Linked DNA regions of Gasterosteus aculeatus: region 2 is linked to region 1. The links are chromatin contacts, called in public Hi-C maps. All regions are on one chromosome and are shown on one strand. Each heading gives the region's core, a stretch centred on a gene start, on an enhancer-like site or on the middle of the called end of the contact. The rest is flanking DNA. Distances are from core to core; before and after follow the strand shown. Region 1 holds the start of LOC120811031 (cortexin-3). Region 2 holds the start of LOC120810392 (soluble guanylate cyclase 88E-like).

Region 1 (4,380 bases), core at 958-3,457:
CCTCCACGTCTGTGAACCTGGTAATTGGATCAGCTGCGTGCTTTTGTGCGTCTGCTCGTCGACATGACGACAGCGTGGCAGCGGCTGTAAGCTTTTGTGCACACAAGATTCAGCAAAAAAAGTTATTTTTGAAAAAAGCACCCAAAAACATGCAGCACAATAAAACTTTTGCTTCCTGTGTTCATGTTTGTTGTTGAGAGGAGGAGCAGATTAGTGCATGAAGCTCGCAGTGTCCTCCAACGCGCCCTCGTGTTACGGCAACCTGCTATTTTTGGTGCAATTGGGTAAAACTGGCTCCTCTGTTTTCATTTTTTCTCTCTGATCTTTGTCTTCTGGAACGTGAGCCGAGGACCGAGAGACTGACACAGCGGCGACGAGAGCCAATCGGCTGCCTCCGCTGTACCAGCCGTCCAATCGGCAACTCCCTCATCCTGGCTTTCATAACCGTGTTGTGCACGGTGTAGTATTTTTATACTGAGGGTGTGAAATACACTTCATGTTCTGCGAAGTCACTGAAATGCAACAATCAGCTCTTGGATTTTCAGAATGTTGTATTAAAGTGATGTAAAGTGTGTCAAAAGCCAATCATGTCCTAAAGTTTGATTTGACTTTTTTGACCTCATTCAGATAGGAACTTTTAAACAGATGTCATGTAGGAAGAAAAGGTTGGATATTCTAGTTGTATGTCAAGTAAAGTGCATATAATTTTGTGTCAAACTCCTTTTTTCTGCCCTTCAAGTAAGAAGATATTAGTCTGAGAACAAGTGACACAAAGTCCTTTTGAAGATGCCACCAAAATGTCCAGACCCCGAAGCTCGTGATTTGGGATCTATTTAACGATTTGGAACTGGTTTCCACTGTACTGTTTCACCTGTACTGTTCACACTCGCAATGTCCACATATATATATATATATATATATGTATATATATATATATATATATATATATATATATATATATATATATATATATATATATATATATATATATATATATATACATGTATACTGACAGGTCAGTTTAAGCAGGAATTCCACCCAGAATCAAGCTGCCCACTAAGGACCAAACACATATAATACATTTATGTTTCGTACAATTAACTATCAAATTCGTAAAACAGCTTTTAAATAATACAATTAAGGGATTCTGTTTAAAATGTCCTATTTCCTGTAGATAGTGGTGTCAATCTTTCCATCAAACCACACACTCACCCACAATTAAAAGCAATATCTGGGTGCATGGATAAAAAGTTCAAGACATCCGGATACTTGTCAGTGATGCATTCCACTGTCTTAAATAAAATGAATCAATATGTCTTTGTCTGCAGTCCTCACTGGCCTCCACCAAGTGGCGACCCTGCAAAGCGTTTGACTGAGGATATTATGTAACCTGAGATTCTCCTCCCTCCCCACGAACTGCTCTGCACAGTCACTCTCTGACCTCCTCGCCTCCTCCCGGACCTCTCAGGGGATTTGCATCTGTCAGAATGAGACGGAAAAGAATCTGAGGCTGAAACATAAAAAAATAAACACACGGGAGTGTTTACTGCATGCTGGAGATGTTCACCTTCAGCATAAAGGCTGCTCTCCTCCAGAGCTGGTGGTCCAATATGCAGCAACGTCTGTGTTGATGCACTGGCTGTGCACATCTTACCTGCATATACTTTGTTATAAAGTCTCTTTTATACATGTTTTAGATTGTATTATGATAATGTGTCTTCATCATCAAATTACATCATTGAAATAAGAGCATCATTTAATATCAGTATGGTCTCTCTGTGCATATTTAATTACTTATGGATATTCATGGTTATAAATACACACACACATTTATTCATTTATATTTTATATATTCATACATACATATACTTGTATGTATGCATATATACATATATGTATTTATATATACATATGTATGTATGTGTATATGTAAATATGAAGATTTTCTTTCAATTACTTTGATTGAGCCACAACCCCAAATTTAACACATTCATTTAAAAACATTTTAAACAATTTTATCAAATTTCATTGTTTACATCATAAATTATATCACTATAAATGTGCATTAAACGACATTAAAGCCGGCAGGGCCACACCTTTCCCCTTTAACCACTCGCCAGCACACACAGTCGCCTTCCTGGAGGATTGCCATGGCAACAGGTTGTCAGTAGCGACGGGGTACCCACTACATCCGCTCTGCCTGCGTGTGTCTGCGGGGATGCGCGGCGCGTCAGGACCAGGAGGCACAAACCAGCGCAGCAGCGGAGGGAGAAGAGTCCGCCAACACGGAGAACAACCCGCCGAGGGGGAGCTGCTGGTCCGCACGTTCTGAAGTGAGGAGCCGGGAGAGCAGCCGCTGTTGTGAATTCCGAGTCTGAAGACAGCATCGTCGGATCTACCAGGATGGAGAGCCACCGCTGACGGAGACTCCCCGAGTCCCCCCCTCCCCACCCCCTCACACCAACAGGTTAGTGTTTACAGACTCGGGCACTTGCATCCATCCGGGTGATTCAGCTGGGAGCAATTTTCATTTTCCTCCCCCCCTGAAACATGTTCATGTCATGGTTTGATTTTTCATACATACATTTTTGTTGCGTTGAAGGCGTGGAAGGTCCCCGACAGACGCACAGGGGCCGTTTTTGATGCAGCCACGTGTGCAGATGGGGGGTTCCGGCTCTCTTTAGACAATGATGTGCCCCCAGTTATGCCAGTATACACCGGACAGAAAACGAGCAGGTGGATTTAAATGGCGGCTCCTTATTTTGCGTTGAATTGTTGTGGAGCTTTTTTTTGTGTCGTGCGTTGAGGCTGCGGGTGCGTCCACCTTTTACTCACACATCATGAGCACTCACGCTCCACTCTGTTGCATTTTCACATTTATTGCATGCACGTCTTTGCTTTTTTCAGATTCAGTACATTTGTAAAGCCCTTTTTCCTCTTTTGTCGGCAGTTATCGTTTCAATCATAGCATGAATATTTGCATGTAATGCTCGTAATTACATGCTTCATTTACAATTTTCCAATTCTCGCGGTGTCACTGTGTTTGTTATCAAAAGATGTGCATGTGTTGGTTTGTTTGGTTGCAAACACAAACAGTACGTGCAGTGAAATATAACACAATGAAACAAATGCAATATATCGTCATATCATTTGCACATATATTTCCCTCTTTTTTGATAATGAATTATTGTATTAAATATTTGTACCATGTCAGGTTCAAAAAGACTGTTCAACTGTTGCCTCGGCCGTCACTTAATAATGCCGGACATTTTGTGTTGAGAAGTGATTGACGCCGTGCTGGAAAATGAAGTCCCATAATCCCCCTCAACCATTTCATTTCACCTGCTCTGATGCATTTTGAATTCTCCATTAGTCATAGTCATCTCACACACACACACACACACACACAGAGGCCTGCAGCAGGTAAAATCAACTTTTCAACATAATCTGCTTCATTTCCAAATGTCTGTGTCTGTGTCACACTCACTCAGTTGATTTTGACTCTCAGTGCCGGATAATGTTTCATCTCGTCTCCTCGCCGATGCACCTTGTTGCACATTATGCAGGTCACTTTCTGAAAAATCACATCCCGTGTGTGTGCATATTTCTGCCATCTGAAGGGTATTTTCAAGGCTCCGGGAGTGATTTTTTTTTTTTTTTCCTTCTACAAAATGTAGCAGCTGATGATCAAAGCGGACGGATAACATGACCTTCTTGAAACGGCGGAGATCTCATTTTGAAAAGTGAGATCTCCTCTGAAACTTGCTGAGGCATTAAAAGCTTATACTGAGCATATCTCTGCGTGAGACTGTCGAGGAAAAGCTCTTAACTCCTGAGCACTTAGTGCGTTTGAAGCTGTGGTGGACGCTTTGAAGAACGTTGTGTAACCTGTTGGCAGACGAGCAGATTCCTCTCCGGCACTAAGTGCCGATGCTCAAACGCCGCCGTGTCTCTGGTTGACAACAAGACGAGGTTGTGATGTGACATGATGGTGGGGGGGGGGTGACACACAAAGATAAACCGTCCCTTTTTGTTAACATTTCTCACAAAGAGGGCAACGAATCGCAGCTGTGAAATATCATTTCTGTAGTCATTTTAAGTGTGATGGATCACAGGATGCCGATCGGCGAGGCAGGACTGAAGGCTGCTCTCGTTGTCTCTCTCCTGAGAGTGGCCTACGGAGACGGATCCTCTGACCGTCGTGACCCCCTCCCTCCCCCCGCCCTCCCACCTCCCTCCCCCTCAAGCTATTGTCAGTCTCTCTGACGGATCTCAGCGTGACCGAAGCACGAGATCTGAAAAAAATAGAGTCTGGGTTATGCAAACATTTCTCCGAGGCGACTCATAACCTGCTAAAGATGTGATTGGTCTGATTGGTGA
Region 2 (4,150 bases), core at 1,526-4,025, 220 kb before region 1:
CGGGTTTGGTGAGTCAATGTTTTGTATCAGTGTGTTTAATATGTGTGCTTTGAGCTCGTAGCACTTTACAACGAGCACAACAGAGGTTTGTCTTCCTTCATGAACATGTCATAAATATTTTAAACGTCTCTTTCGATGACCTTGAAATGAGAAAAATGAGGCAGCGACTTGATGGACGTCCTGTGATCCCATCTATTTGTAATGCGACCTTTTTCTTTTTCTTTTTAATACATAATGCATCTGAAATGATTGAAATGTAAAGGCCGGCACCTCTTTCTTCTTCCCGCGCCTTCTCGTTCTCCTCCTGGGACGTCGTGATGTTGACTTTCTGCTTGCTCTCCACCACCGCTTTAGACAGCAGCTCGAACACATTGTTCAAATGGGTGTAGATCTGACGAGGAGGAGGCAGCGATTAAAAACAAGACCCTTTGCAGCCTTTCAGTATGCATCACTGAGAGCGGACTCACGTTCTCCCAGCTGAACTCCAGCATGGGTCTGATCAGGGTGAACTCCTCGTCGACCTTCTTGCCCTGGAGGTCGGAGAAGACCTCTTTGAGGCCGTCGCCGATGCGGTACATGGTCATGTCGCGGCGGAAGATGACGCTGAAGGGGAACATGACAAAAAAGATGCCGCGCTTCATGGGCAGCTTCTCGTAGCCCGGCGCCGTCCTCTGCTGCGGCATGCGGTGTTTGAAGGCGGCGTTGTCAAAGTTCATCTTGTAAACCTGGAGAGGCAGCGTGGAGTTCATTTAAAAACCTTTTGAAACATGAGAGCAGTCCGTGCAGAGGTTTCGGCGCCGGTCTGAGCGACAAAAACTGCAATTTAGGAAATGATTCAAAATATAACTTTGAGCTTTTGATCTCTATTACTCACGTGGAGCTTTTTGTCATGTGCTTTTTGTCCCTGAGGGCTGAACAAATCTTTGTGATATTATGCTTGAATAAAATGTTTGTCAGTCGACATTAAGCTTTTCATCAGAATTAGTTACTAAAGCTTCAATCAGACTGAAGACAAACTCATTACGCGCCGATTGGCTACAAAATGAAATAACGGCAATTTCGTCTACTAAGTTTATCGGTCATCAATAGGACAACATTTGGGAGTTCCAGCATCTTTATTTAGATTATTATTATTACATTATTATTTACATTTTTAGATTAAATTTCAACTTCTAACCTTCTATAAAGCGAATCTAATGGGTCATTCATGAAGGCCCCTTAACTCCATTCAATAAACACTTCCTGTTTGAGGGGAAAGAAGAACCCGGCCCCGGCGTCTCGTGGGAGGCGGTGGAGACCTTTCCCCCCGTGCCGGTAGCACCGTGGTGGCGGGGGAGGGCGAGGTCGGCTCGACATCCGCGCCCCCCCCCCCGAGTACCTACCACATACGTCATTTTCTCCGTCTCCTCTTTGGACAGGATTTCCACTTCGATGTCCGTGTTGTAGAACTGCCGTCCCACTTGAGAGAGCTGCCCTGCAGGGAGGAGACGGAGCGGATGTGTGGAGGTCAAGTCTCCGTCACCGTGGGCTCGTGTGAGCTCCAGCACGGAATCAACCACTTTGCTTTGTAACTCCACCACACTCCGGTCCATGAGGCGGGAGCCGTTTCCCCAGCATGCAACGGGCCGTTACCTTTGACGAACTGCGTGAAGCCCTTGCGGGTGCTGCGGTAGTGCAGCGTGAGGCTCGTCTCGCACTCCTCCTCCACGCAGAAGCTCGGCGGCTGCACTTTGGGGAAGGAGAAGCGAAAGTACTCGTGCAGGTTGTCCAGCTCGTTGATGAAGTCGCGCACGTTTCGCCCCAAAACCTTAAAAAGACCAGAGAGACGGAATCGGCCTTTGAATTGCAAACGACAGATGTTTATAATTTATGAAAACGCCGCAGCAGATACGGATGTATTTTGTTTAAATATACATTTTAGTCCAATACAGTTTAGCAAAACAGGACTACAATCCGCATTTTGTTTGTGCAACCCTGATGTACAACGACAACACGATGAGGCGCTCTGTCACCTTCAGGATCCGCTCATACCCGTAGTTCCCAATCCTCTTGACCATATAGACCCCGAAGGCGTACATCAGCTCGTCGTGGGTCTTTCCCAGAACCTCCCCCGCCGCCTTCGCCAGCCGCAGGATCAGGTTGTCGCTTTTAAAGCAGACATGGAAAGGCGGTGGTTCGTTTTTGGGACAACGGGTCAAACACAGCGCACCATAACGTAGTTATCGACGTGAAAAACCTACTTGTACATCTGATGGCGGTTGAACTTGAGGTGGGGGATCTCCGCCCGGTTCTCGATCAGCCGCCACACGTCCTCCCCATAGGATTCATTGATGTAATCGTTCACTGCTTCTAGGTACAGGCCGTACATCTTAAGGGGGTTGGAGACCTCCAGATTGATTCCTTGGTTAACTGCTCAACTGAGGAGAGACAACGGGAAGAAACGAGGGATCCGAACGGCTGGTTAAACTCGTCTTTGTTTGTGTCGGCAGTTTAAAGAGAAGAGAAGCGTTTGAGAAGCCGCTCGCTGTAAAACGTCTCGACCATCGTGGCGAACGGAAGCCACTCCAGGAACCTGGGATTAGCGCACCAGTGACTACAGCAAAAAAACAGTCAAAGAAAAAGCTAAAATTGGGAGGCAGAAAAGGTGTGAAAAGAGTCCACTTACATGCAGTCCTCTGTACGGTGATAATTTGGTCTCCAACTGAGCCAGCCAGCGCCGCAGAATGGCTCCCTGCAGAGAGTTTCCACCTGCAGCTGACATGTGTGACACTTGCTTGTCAGGTCAATAGGTGATACGGGGCCAGAATAGCAGCGCCGAGGCATGTTTGTGGCAGGTAGCAGGAAATAAAAGGAGAAGAAAAATAAATGTAGACTCTGCGTTTGGGGACTGTCAAACATACTGGGCGTCGTTGGTGATGCATTTTAATGGAGATGGAGTTTGTGAGTGGCTGTCACTGTATGAGGGAGTTCTTAAATACACTCATTTATTATTATTTAAACCTCGGTGCTCAATGTGAGGCGCATTACCCCAAATTATCCTGTGCTCTCTTACAACAGCTCATTAGGGCTAGCGGGTTTCTCAGGCTAATTACCCCACATTTGCATAATCACAGTCAGGTGCACAGCCGACTGGCGCACATTGTGTTCAGATTGGCGTTTGGACGGTTTTGCATGAAGCTGACTCGATCATTTCCGTGATCACTGAGGGACTGAACATGCAACAACATTTGTGTTTTTTTTCTTTTTTTTTTACTCGAGTCCTTGTGTTTGTTTTGACCTGCAGGAGCTACTCTTGCATTTGGAAAATAAAAAGTCATCAAAAAACCCGGCATGTGGTCAAACAAGAGCTGCAGCTCTTTTCAACAAGCGGGGCTCCGTCAATGCGTCTGTGGGGTGACGTGTGTGTGTGTGTGTGTGTGTGTGTGTGTTTACTCATACATGTGTGCACACAGTGAAGCCACTGCTTCTGTCAACACAAGGGGGCACTGTTAACACACCCTTGCTACTGATTGGTCCAATGTTTCCTCTGCAGTGAATGAGCTTAGAAATGAAAAGGAGTGAGTCACTCGGGCGTCCTCGTTAGACGCCGGACAGGGAAGATCAGACATTCGGTTATTTCATGACATTTGTGGAAATTATCCCAGATTTCCCAGAACAATGACTTTCACCTCTTCTTTATATTTAAATCCTAATCTGGAAGGTGAGGAGGCTCACGTCTGTCAAGTAGAGGCCTAATTATTAAAACACTGTCAGCCAGAATTAATCTTTCCCTCCACCCACTCCACCGGTGAACCAAAGGCCTCTGAGCGATAATGAGCCGCCCTCTGTTTCTGTGTCTCCTGTCCTCCTCCCTCCTTCATTTCCTCCCTCCTCCCCCCTTCATTTCCTCCCCCCTTCATTTCCTCCCGTCGTCCAGGTGTTGCTGCCGCCTGCCTTATAACGGCCTGCACTCGCCTCTTAGCGGTGTGTGTGTGTGTGTGTGTGTGTGGGGGGGAGGCAGAGGGAGAAAACAATATGCTGATGGTGCCAACACCACACGACTCCACCCAGATGCTGCGGACGCTTTCATTAAAGCTGTCACACCCCGGCTTCCTCCCCACAAAGAGAGAGAGAGAGAGAGAGGTGCGGCTTTGTCGAAAAGGAGTCCATT

What was found. A called contact is a pair of places that touch in the nucleus more often than the background predicts.
Region 2: a Hi-C map of skeletal muscle shows a contact between it and region 1, with 4 times the contacts expected there. The contact joins the promoter of LOC120810392 here to the promoter of LOC120811031 in region 1. A contact is called at or near these places in 4 of 6 Hi-C or Micro-C datasets (skeletal muscle, tail fin and whole body).

The regions. Positions count from the first base shown.
Region 1 is chr20:3,469,467-3,473,846 of fGasAcu3.hap1.1, reverse strand. It overlaps LOC120811031 (cortexin-3), which reads left to right and starts at 2,207. Exons shown (of 2, transcript XM_040166113.2): 1 at 2,207-2,467.
Region 2 is chr20:3,691,796-3,695,945 of fGasAcu3.hap1.1, reverse strand. LOC120810392 (soluble guanylate cyclase 88E-like) reads right to left here and starts at 2,775. Exons shown (of 17, transcript XM_078094525.1): 1 at 2,666-2,775; 2 at 2,241-2,417; 3 at 2,013-2,145; 4 at 1,633-1,807; 5 at 1,383-1,474; 6 at 468-725; 7 at 271-391. The coding sequence starts at 2,368.